Regions from separate parts of the Mus musculus genome. Here regions 1 and 2 are each linked to region 3. The links are chromatin contacts, called in public HiCAR-type and promoter capture Hi-C maps. All regions are on one chromosome and are shown on one strand. Each heading gives the region's core, a stretch centred on a gene start, on an enhancer-like site or on the middle of the called end of the contact. The rest is flanking DNA. Distances are from core to core; before and after follow the strand shown.

What was found. Promoter capture Hi-C pulls out the DNA fragments that hold promoters and counts their contacts. HiCAR-type assays count read pairs that join an accessible place to other places.
Region 1: a promoter capture Hi-C map of liver shows a contact between it and region 3, with 3 times the contacts expected there. The contact joins the promoter of Trak2 here to the promoter of Wdr12 in region 3. A contact is called at or near these places in 2 of 39 promoter capture datasets (both in liver), 1 of 115 datasets of contacts at active chromatin or transcription factors (astrocytes) and 1 of 9 other capture datasets (adipose tissue).
Region 2: a HiCAR-type map of astrocytes shows a contact between it and region 3, with 4 times the contacts expected there. The contact joins the promoter of Orc2 here to the promoter of Wdr12 in region 3. A contact is called at or near these places in 1 of 115 datasets of contacts at active chromatin or transcription factors (astrocytes) and 2 of 9 other capture datasets (adipose tissue and liver).

Annotation. Positions count from the first base shown.
Region 1 is chr1:58,971,780-58,974,732 of GRCm38.p6, forward strand. It overlaps Trak2 (trafficking protein, kinesin binding 2), which reads right to left and starts at 1,703. Exons shown (of 16, transcript NM_172406.3): 1 at 1,458-1,703. It overlaps Stradb (STE20-related kinase adaptor beta), which reads left to right and starts at 1,743. Exons shown (of 12, transcript NM_172656.6): 1 at 1,743-2,071.
Region 2 is chr1:58,503,837-58,506,536 of GRCm38.p6, forward strand. Orc2 (origin recognition complex, subunit 2) reads right to left here and starts at 1,273. Exons shown (of 18, transcript NM_008765.3): 1 at 936-1,273. Gm15834 (a long non-coding RNA gene) reads left to right here and starts at 1,280. Exons shown (of 4, transcript XR_865442.3): 1 at 1,280-2,700.
Region 3 is chr1:60,096,646-60,099,578 of GRCm38.p6, forward strand. Wdr12 (WD repeat domain 12) reads right to left here and starts at 1,262. Exons shown (of 13, transcript NM_021312.5): 1 at 862-1,262. The coding sequence starts at 902. Carf (calcium response factor) reads left to right here and starts at 1,602. Exons shown (of 16, transcript NM_139150.5): 1 at 1,602-1,662.

The DNA of each region.
Region 1 (2,953 bases), core at 453-2,952, 1.1 Mb before region 3:
CCATAGTCTTTATGACTATGAATGTTAAACATTCATAGGGAAGAATAACAATGCTTTGTGACTATGGATGTTAAGCATCTGCAGTGAAGAATAATAACCATAGAACCATAAAACCCGAGAACTGGAAAGCACCTTTGTGATATAAGTCCAATCCTATCATTTTTTTTTTTAAGACATAAAGGCATCCAGGTGGATTTGGAATGAGCTCTTAGTGTGTTAATGAGCAGTTCTATGAGGGATGAGACTAGCAGACAAGAGTGTACAATTTGTTCAGAGGGCTAAAGTGGGAGTTACGGATGCATTCATAGTCAAGGAATGATGGAGCGAGTACTAGCAAACTATGAAAATTCTTCTTAACCATTCTTTTAACCTGGTTCATAACTTTGAGGCAAAGCAGGTATGGGTGTAAATCTCGACTTGATACAGAAAGTCTCCAGTGCAACTAGTGAGCAATGTGCGTGGTTAGGTGAACCGTGTACATCATCACATCAGTAAAAATGGGTATGGGTAAGAGCACTGTCTTTCACATAGGTATGTATGTGCTGGTTAAACATCTGAGGCTTGCCAGATACTACCTAATTTTAAAAATAGAAAGCTGGAGAGTGGCCGAGATGATAAAGTGCCTTTAATTTTGCCCTTTCCCACCACCAAATGTCCTTCACAATTCGTTTTCAAGTGTCACCACCATTAATATGCTATTTGGAGCTCACTGTAGCTCAGACTTTTAACAGGACAGCAAAGATTTGAAAGGTCACAAACATTTTTACTAAGGTAGAGCAAGAACTCTGAGTCTAGCTCATTTTGTTCAGTGGTCCTTACATAAGCTAAGTGAATTTCCAGCGAAATATTACCATCTTTCCTGATGCAGAAAAAGATGCATAAGCAGGTAATTGACTTCACTGCCATAATTGTGATTTAAAAAAAAAAAAAAGTGTCTGGGACTCAGAAGTGCTGGCACTGGAAAACACAACTGCCAATATTCATTCTTTTTGCTTCAACCAAAAGTCTTTCTGTCTGTCTGTCTTCCTTATTTCTTTTAAAAAGACATGTGGCGTTTGGTTCCAAATCAATTACAAATAAAAGCCCAATAAAGAAAGAGCTCTTTCTAGTGTCCTTTCCTCCCATTTGCATCACAGATGGCCACCGAGAGCTTAAGGTTTAACGTCCAGACACTAAAGCCACTCATCCTAAAACGACAGAGCTCCAGATGGACTCTGTCTGGCAAAGGATGGGAAGCTGCCAATCTTCAGAGGTGCAGATAGGGTGAATCCCGGAGGCTACCGCCCAGTTCCCATCAGTTTGCACCCACACTTGGGAAACATCCCTTTCCCATCTCGGGGCGGAATCCTTCCGTGAGTGACCTCTGGGGACCAGAGGGACGCGGGACAGGAAGGCTTCTCTGCCTTTGAGAGAAGTTGACAAGGGCAAGTTCGAATCGCACGCGGGAGCTTACTCACGGGAATGGCCCGGCGTCCTCGCTCTTCCGCCCACACTCGCTCAGGAAGAAGCCCCTAATGCGCGGCAGCCTGAGAGCAGCATCTGAAGCAGCCGCCGCCGCCACCGAGCTAACCCCCCCGGGCGTGGCAGGAACTGGCAGGCGCTCTCACATCATCACCGGGCGACCTTGGAGCTGCAGTGACGCCGGTTCAATGGCAGCCCCCACCCAGCTAGGGAAGCTAAAAAGGAGACCCACTCTCCCAACAGGCTTTGCGGCCCTAGCGCAAAGCCTTCTGGGAACTGTAGTTTGCTTTCCGTCCCGCCTACAGCTCGAGGGCCCCGCCTCCTCACTCCAGAGCTAGAAGCTGGAGGCGCGGTGGGGCGGAGCGGCGGGCCCCGACCCCGCTGGGGTGGGGCGAATCCCGTCCCGGCCGGTTGCCCCGGGCTAGGGCAGAAGTCCAGGCCGACCGGCCTTCTCCAGGCCGTGCTGCACTTCTGTGCCTTGAGGCTCACCCTGGAAGCCGGCCTAGTGTTTTCGCCTCGCCCCTTCGCGAGGCAGGTCCCGGGGCTCGCGCGTGTCGCCTCCCCTCAGCGCCCGCTGTCTGGAGAGTCGCTGGCCTTGGTCACCGCCTAGGTAATGAGGGGAGGCAGGCCAGCACGGGATGGTGTGGGGACCCGGGGAGCGACAGGGAACGCAGGTCGGTAGGTGCACAGCGGAAGGCTACAAGGCCAGTCCTCGCCTCCGCTCCTTACCGGAGTTGACACGGCCGGCCGAGCAGCCGCTGGAGTCTGCGGGACGCCGGCTCCCGCTCTCTGTCTCTGTGCCAGCGCACGGGGGGGCCGGGGCTCCCGGGTGCCCAGCAGCGGTGCCAGGTGCAGGAACCCAGCTACCGCCGCCCCGCTCCCCCAGCTCTTACCTTTGGTAGCGCACACAGGCCTGGCGACTTCCCAAGCTGAAGACACTCTGGCCCCAGACCTGTCTGCTCAGAGACGTCGAAGGGACCTTTTTCCAAATTAAATGTCCAGGCTTCGTTTTGTCTTCAGTGTTTACATTTGATGTCTTGTTTTCCCCTCGTGGGTTTGTTATGTCAAATACCTTTCCTCCAAACTTGATCATGATTTGTGACAGCACCTGCATAGCACAGTGCTTGGCACTCCGTAAATATTTGTTGAAACCATGAGTCATGATACTAAGTTTGGAAAATTGGATTAAGCTGTGTGCTTCGCTATGATCTTTGTTAAGGTTTTATGAGATTTCAAGATCACCTTGAGAATTACTGTAATTTTGAAGCCTAACAAAGAGTATTGGTAGGTTTTTTGTTTTTGTCGGCATTTCCTGTAACAGTAGACCATTGAATACCTCGATTAACGCAAAACCCAAGTCTTGTAAATACATAGCCCCTCTGGTGTCCATTTAAAGTGTTAACCTTTCAAATGAAAGGCCTGGGTATGACTTCTATATTATGCAACAAATTAGATTATTTATAAAGCTTTATTGTGGTTAGCTTTTTAGGTA
Region 2 (2,700 bases), core at 23-2,522, 1.6 Mb before region 3:
CTGAAATTCCTACCAAGACCTCCTAAGAGAATGTCCCCTTCTTTTCTGCAATTCCTCAGAAAAACACTACCTAACAGATACACAAGAAAACTGCAATCTGGGAGGCTGACTAGACAGCTCAGTGGCTAAAAGCACGTGTCCTGCAAGCGTCAGAATGGGAACTGAGATCCTTGTAGTCATTTAAAAGTTGAGGAGCACTCAGAACTGGGGAGGAGGAGAATGGGGTTCCCCGAGGCAAGCTGGTTAACCAACAAGGACCCGGTTAGAGTAAGACCCCGCCTCAGTTAAGAACGATCCAAAAAGACATCTAAAATTAACACACACTACCGGCACATATGCACCAACATCCACATGAATGCACATGCCCATAATCAACCAATGAAATGCAGATATCCACAGGGAGCATCTATAACGGATAGTGATTATCTGTAGGGCTAAAGGGTCAATTCTCTTCACAGTCAACTAACTACAAGGCAGCACCAAGTGTTGGCAGCCATGCACTTTCCTCTGGGAGTAAACACATTTTTCAAACCAAGCACTGCCCCAAGGAGACCTTTAGGGACACCCGGCCGGGACAACAGAACAGACTTCAGCAGTCGTTCCATCCCGCGATCCCTTGAGCTACATCCCTCCGAGTTCCTTCTCCTCTGGCAGAACACTGCCATTTTTGTTACAGTTCCTTTTCATTCTCTTCTCAAATAAAGGGCCGGGTTAGCCGGAAAGCAGGCACGGTCCGTGCAGGAGACTTCTCGCCACAGGACAGCCTTGGCTTTCGCAGACAGCGCCTCTCACCCAGGGGGGCTGCTCCCCAGCATCCTCCAGCCTGCGCCCGGCGGCCTCGTCATCTCCCGCCATGGTGGGCGAGCGGCAAGGCCACGGGTGTCGGGGGAAGCGCGCAGTGAGCCGCGGCTGCAGCAGGGCGCACTGGGACTCACCTCTCGAGTCCGAGCCGGCGGGAGGGAGAACGGCCGCGAGGCTCACTTGAGCCGCCAGCCAGGACTCCCGCCGCCGCGGAACACCCCAGAACGGCCCGGGGAGGCCAGCGTCTAGGGAAAGAGTCGACCGGTCCAAGCCGAACCTGCGCGCCCAGCAGGGCAAGGGAGCTGCGCGCAGCACACTGAATCCCCGGCCGCCGGTGGGCGGTGCCCTAAGAAACCAATGGGGAGCCGAGCCGCCCAGAGCGACGGCGCCGCAAGCCCGTTGACTCGGGCCATAGGCCCTCGCTCAGTCGGAAAACAGATCCCCCAACCAATAGTGGGTTCCCGGGCTTTCCTCATCTCTTCAGTTTCCGTTTCCGGGGGAAGGGACCGTGCGCGGAGCACGCCGGATCTCTGGAGAGACAAGTGTGTGCTAGCTGTCTGGAAGTTAAGGGCAGCGTCCCCGGTTGTACGGTTGGTTGGTGTTTTATGTCAATCTTAATATTGTTAGTCTAGCTGCTCTGAGGAAAAAAAAAAAAAAAAAAAAAAGATAATGAAGATGGATTCGCTTGAGGAACAGCGAATACCTGCTCGCATATGATGCAAAGGGATCTCAAGGGTTTGAGGGAGGGCGGAGCCAGAGCATGAACAAGAAAATAGGACCATACAACTAATGAAATAAAGACACGAAAAGGGGGCTTATACAGAGGAAATGAGAAGGAAAACGAGTGAATCTGGCTGGGATACATGAAAATATTTGTTTACTAACAGGACTACGTCATTTGGATTCGCTTATTCCGAACTTATCATACTTAGAACCAACAGTAAGAATACAATACTCAAGTAGAGGCACCTCTGAATAACTGAGCTTCTGGGTAATTGAACGAGAAGAAACTGAACATACAGTCTTGGGGAAAGTGCTAGAATAAGGCAGCTGAATACTTACTCATTCTTGCCAATGGATATAAACACACTGGCTATAAATGTGATGCCTAGAGAGCACAAATCCCAAAGTTCCAACCTTTGTATCATTTCATTGAGCTCTGAAAATCAAGCTCACAACTTGGGTTTGGTTCACTATCTTAACACCACCTTGTGGTTAGGTTTTTGTTTTTAACCATATCAAGGACCGTCCGGGGCTAGGCTGGTAACTGGGCTTCCAGGTGACCTGCCGGTGGTTTGCTTCTAGGTCTCATCAGAGCTACCTGGTGGCAAACTTCTATTGCACATGCATTGCGTTATTTCAAGTCATACAAAATGGTTTCCAAGTTACAGAGAATGATTTTTAAGTTATGTTCCTAACAGCAGGGCACAGGATTATATAATTATAAGACCAGAAGGAATCAGGAACACTTTCCTTAAAGGAAGAGATATGAAAACTAAGGCCTGAATTGATTTGAATTTTCTAGGAAGAAAAGCAAAATGAAAATAGATGAATAAAGTGTCAAAGTGTCAGATATTATGAATTACAAGTTGGTACTTAAGGGACTGGCCACATTTGTATTGAAAGATTATCTGTGGAATATAATAGTGGGAAGGAAGAAATGGAGTCAGACTTTTTGGGAGCTGTTTAGAACAGTGGTTCTCAATCTTCTAATGCTGGACCCTTTAACACTTCCTCATGTTGTGGTAACCCCTGATCATAACGTTTTTGTTTGTTTCTTTTTGCTACTTCATAACTGTAATTTTACTACTGTTATGAATCATAAATGTAAATATTTCTGGAGATAGGGGTTAGCCAAAGGGGTTATACTTCACAGGTTGAGAACCACTGGTTTAAAGA
Region 3 (2,933 bases), core at 12-2,511:
AGTCTGCGGGAACATTTTCTGGACTAATAACTGATGTAGGAGGAACCAGCCCACTGAGTAGAGCCACCCTGTATTTTAAAAGCAAACTTAGCTAGCTAGCCATTGGGAGAGCAAATGCAGCTTGCCCCCACCCCCACCCCTCACCTCTGGTTTCTGCTTCAGTTCCTGCCAGGAGTTCCTCCTATCTTGGCCTCCTCTGAGATGACTGTAACCCTTTCCTCCCCAAATTGCTTTTTGTCAGTGTTTTATCACAACAAGAGAAACCTAAGTTGGACACACTCACACAAAATACACCTAATCAAATCGGACACTGAATTGGCTTCATTCTAATTAAAAAAACAGCTCTACAAACTCCATAGCCAGTTTCTAGTCTGTTTGGGGGGGGGGGGGGGATGAAGTTGTGCTTTCAGAAACCACGAGACACCGTTAACGGACAAGCCTGTTCAACTCTCAAATTACTGACATGATGTGTGCAGCATGCAGAAAGCAAACGTGAAGCCCTGGTCCTCCACACACGTCAAATTATGAAAAGCTCATGAAAGTGGGTAGAAAACGGAGATTTAAGAAGACGTGAACACCGCTTCCAAATGAGACAGGGCAGAAGTGCGGGGCACGTGAAGGGGAAGGCGAATGAAGTCTTTTTTATTTTTTTCTATCAGTCAGCTTATCTTATTTGCAATAAATTCTTTTAATTGTAGCCATTATAATTATTAAAGTTCTTTCAACTTTGATTTACTAAAACCTTGTCCGTTTCTTCTTTAATGTATATCCCCAGTCAAAACAGCAAGGATCAAATCGAAGGAGTCTTCAAACGAGATCGGCTCCTGGAAGACAGGGACAGAAGCTGGAACCCTTACTTACTTCTTGTTCTCGCTGTAGAAACGTGCCTGGAGTTGTGCCATGGCTGAATATACACACGAGACTTCTCCACGAAAATGTGTGCGTTGATAATCAAGCAGCTCTAAGGTAGACTGCGCCGCAAGCGCAGCAGGAGCTAGGCTTCAGTTAGCTCCCTCAGGTTCCTACAGAACATACCACGAGGTTCGATTTCCACCAGCGCCCAGCCCGCACACATCAAGTACCTATTCCGAGATTTAGGAAACATCGATTAGTCAAGCGTAGTCCTAAAAGCATCCAGTCCCCTTAAGACTTTTGTTTCTTATCTATCTAGATTCGTAATCTATTAGGAAAATAAAGAAAATAACTAGCTTGAGCCAAATTTTAAGCGTGTCTTTAGACCCAGACCCTTTAGACTCAGCGCTCAGATACTACAAACCCCAGAAGGGAGCGCGTTTCAGACCCTCTGAACACTGGGAGTTGTAGGCTTTATTTATTTTGCCACACCGCATTTAGGGTCTCATATCTGCTTTTAATACTCCTTTCTCCGGGCAGATATTACACTTCCTGCTTCTTTATTCTGAGTGACAAAGGTCCCATCTGTTCGTCTTGTGTGCACTGTTCCAACAGCCAAATTCGGCCGAGACCATGTGTTCTTACCTCTGGCTTCAGAGCGGAAACTCGGGAAAGGAGAACGAGTCGGAAGGGAACTGGGCGACGGTGGCTGAGAAGGGTCTAATCTGATGGACCTGCGCTGCGCCTCCAGGAGGGGTGCGCCTGCGCATTGTGCTGGTCTCCACGGCGCGGCCTCGGAGCCAAGACGAGGTTGAGTAGTCTCGTTTTGAATTTTCTCCCTTCTGCTTACGGCGGACTCCCCTCTCGCGTTGTGGGGCTCGCTGCGGCGGCAGGGTTGGGGGAGCCGGAGGCCTGGCAGAGCTGTCTGTGCCCAGCGACCGGACGCTCCCTCCCAACCTCCCTTCGTCCCCCTGCCGCCTCCTCCCGTCACCTCCTGACCCTCCCGGGCTGGGAGCAACCGCCGGCCCCCGCCCCCGGCCGTCGCCGGACGCCGCTGTGCGCTGTCCCTGCGCCCTCGTCCGCCTCCACGGCGGCTCCTTCGCCGTGGGCCCGGGAGGGGCCCCGCGGCCGGGAGAAGGCAGGCTGCCGCAGGGGGAGGCGAGGTGTCTGTCCCGCAGAGGGTGCGGAGCCCGAGAACGCACCACCGCCACGGAGCATCCGAGTCCTGGGCCGGAGCGCCCGCCCGAGAGGGGCCTCTCCCCTCCTTTCCGAGTCTGACGTTTAGAAAAGTGTCCTCTGCACCTTCTCCCCTGCTTTCGGGCTTCTTTTATTATTATTATTATTATTAATTATTAATTATTTTTTTAATCTTGATGTCACTCAAAGGCTTGTCTCGGTCTCAATGGTCTCGATTATTACTCTAGTTATTTTCCTGAGTGGAGAATAGATGGGGGCTATTACTCTTAAGATCCCAAAGTCACTTTTTTAAGGCATTCGTCTGAAAACCTCCGGGGGTAGGGTGGGGTACAGGGACACACTACTCTGAGACAGCAATTTAGAGTCAGGCAGAACTGGATTGCAAAATGTGTTGGCTTAGCGGTATGAGTGAACCAGTGAATATGGTGAGAGGTTTTCTATATGTCGCCTAATTAAATTTAAATCCGTAGAAAACTAGAAGTTATCTAGTCAGTTGGAGGCGAAAACAATCATTTGTTAAGTGGACAACGACCCAAAAAGCATGACTGTTCTCAGTTTATTCATTTTACAGAATTGCATGCCCCATTACAGGAATGCCTGAATTTGATTCTACCTGTTACTTAACCTCTGTGCCACACTAAGATTAGCTGTGACAATTTAATGTCGCATAAGAAGCACTCAGAAAATGTTAACTATTTTTCTCATAAGAGCTACCAATAGAAGTTTTTACCACTGATGTAGGTGGAGGCATAAAATGAGAAAAACCTCTGCCCAAAATACAGGGAAAAAAAATTTCCTTGTTCAGATTGGGTTTGCTGATAACAGTGTTACCAGACGAATTAACTATTGAATTTTTACTGATAACATATAACTAATTAAAACAT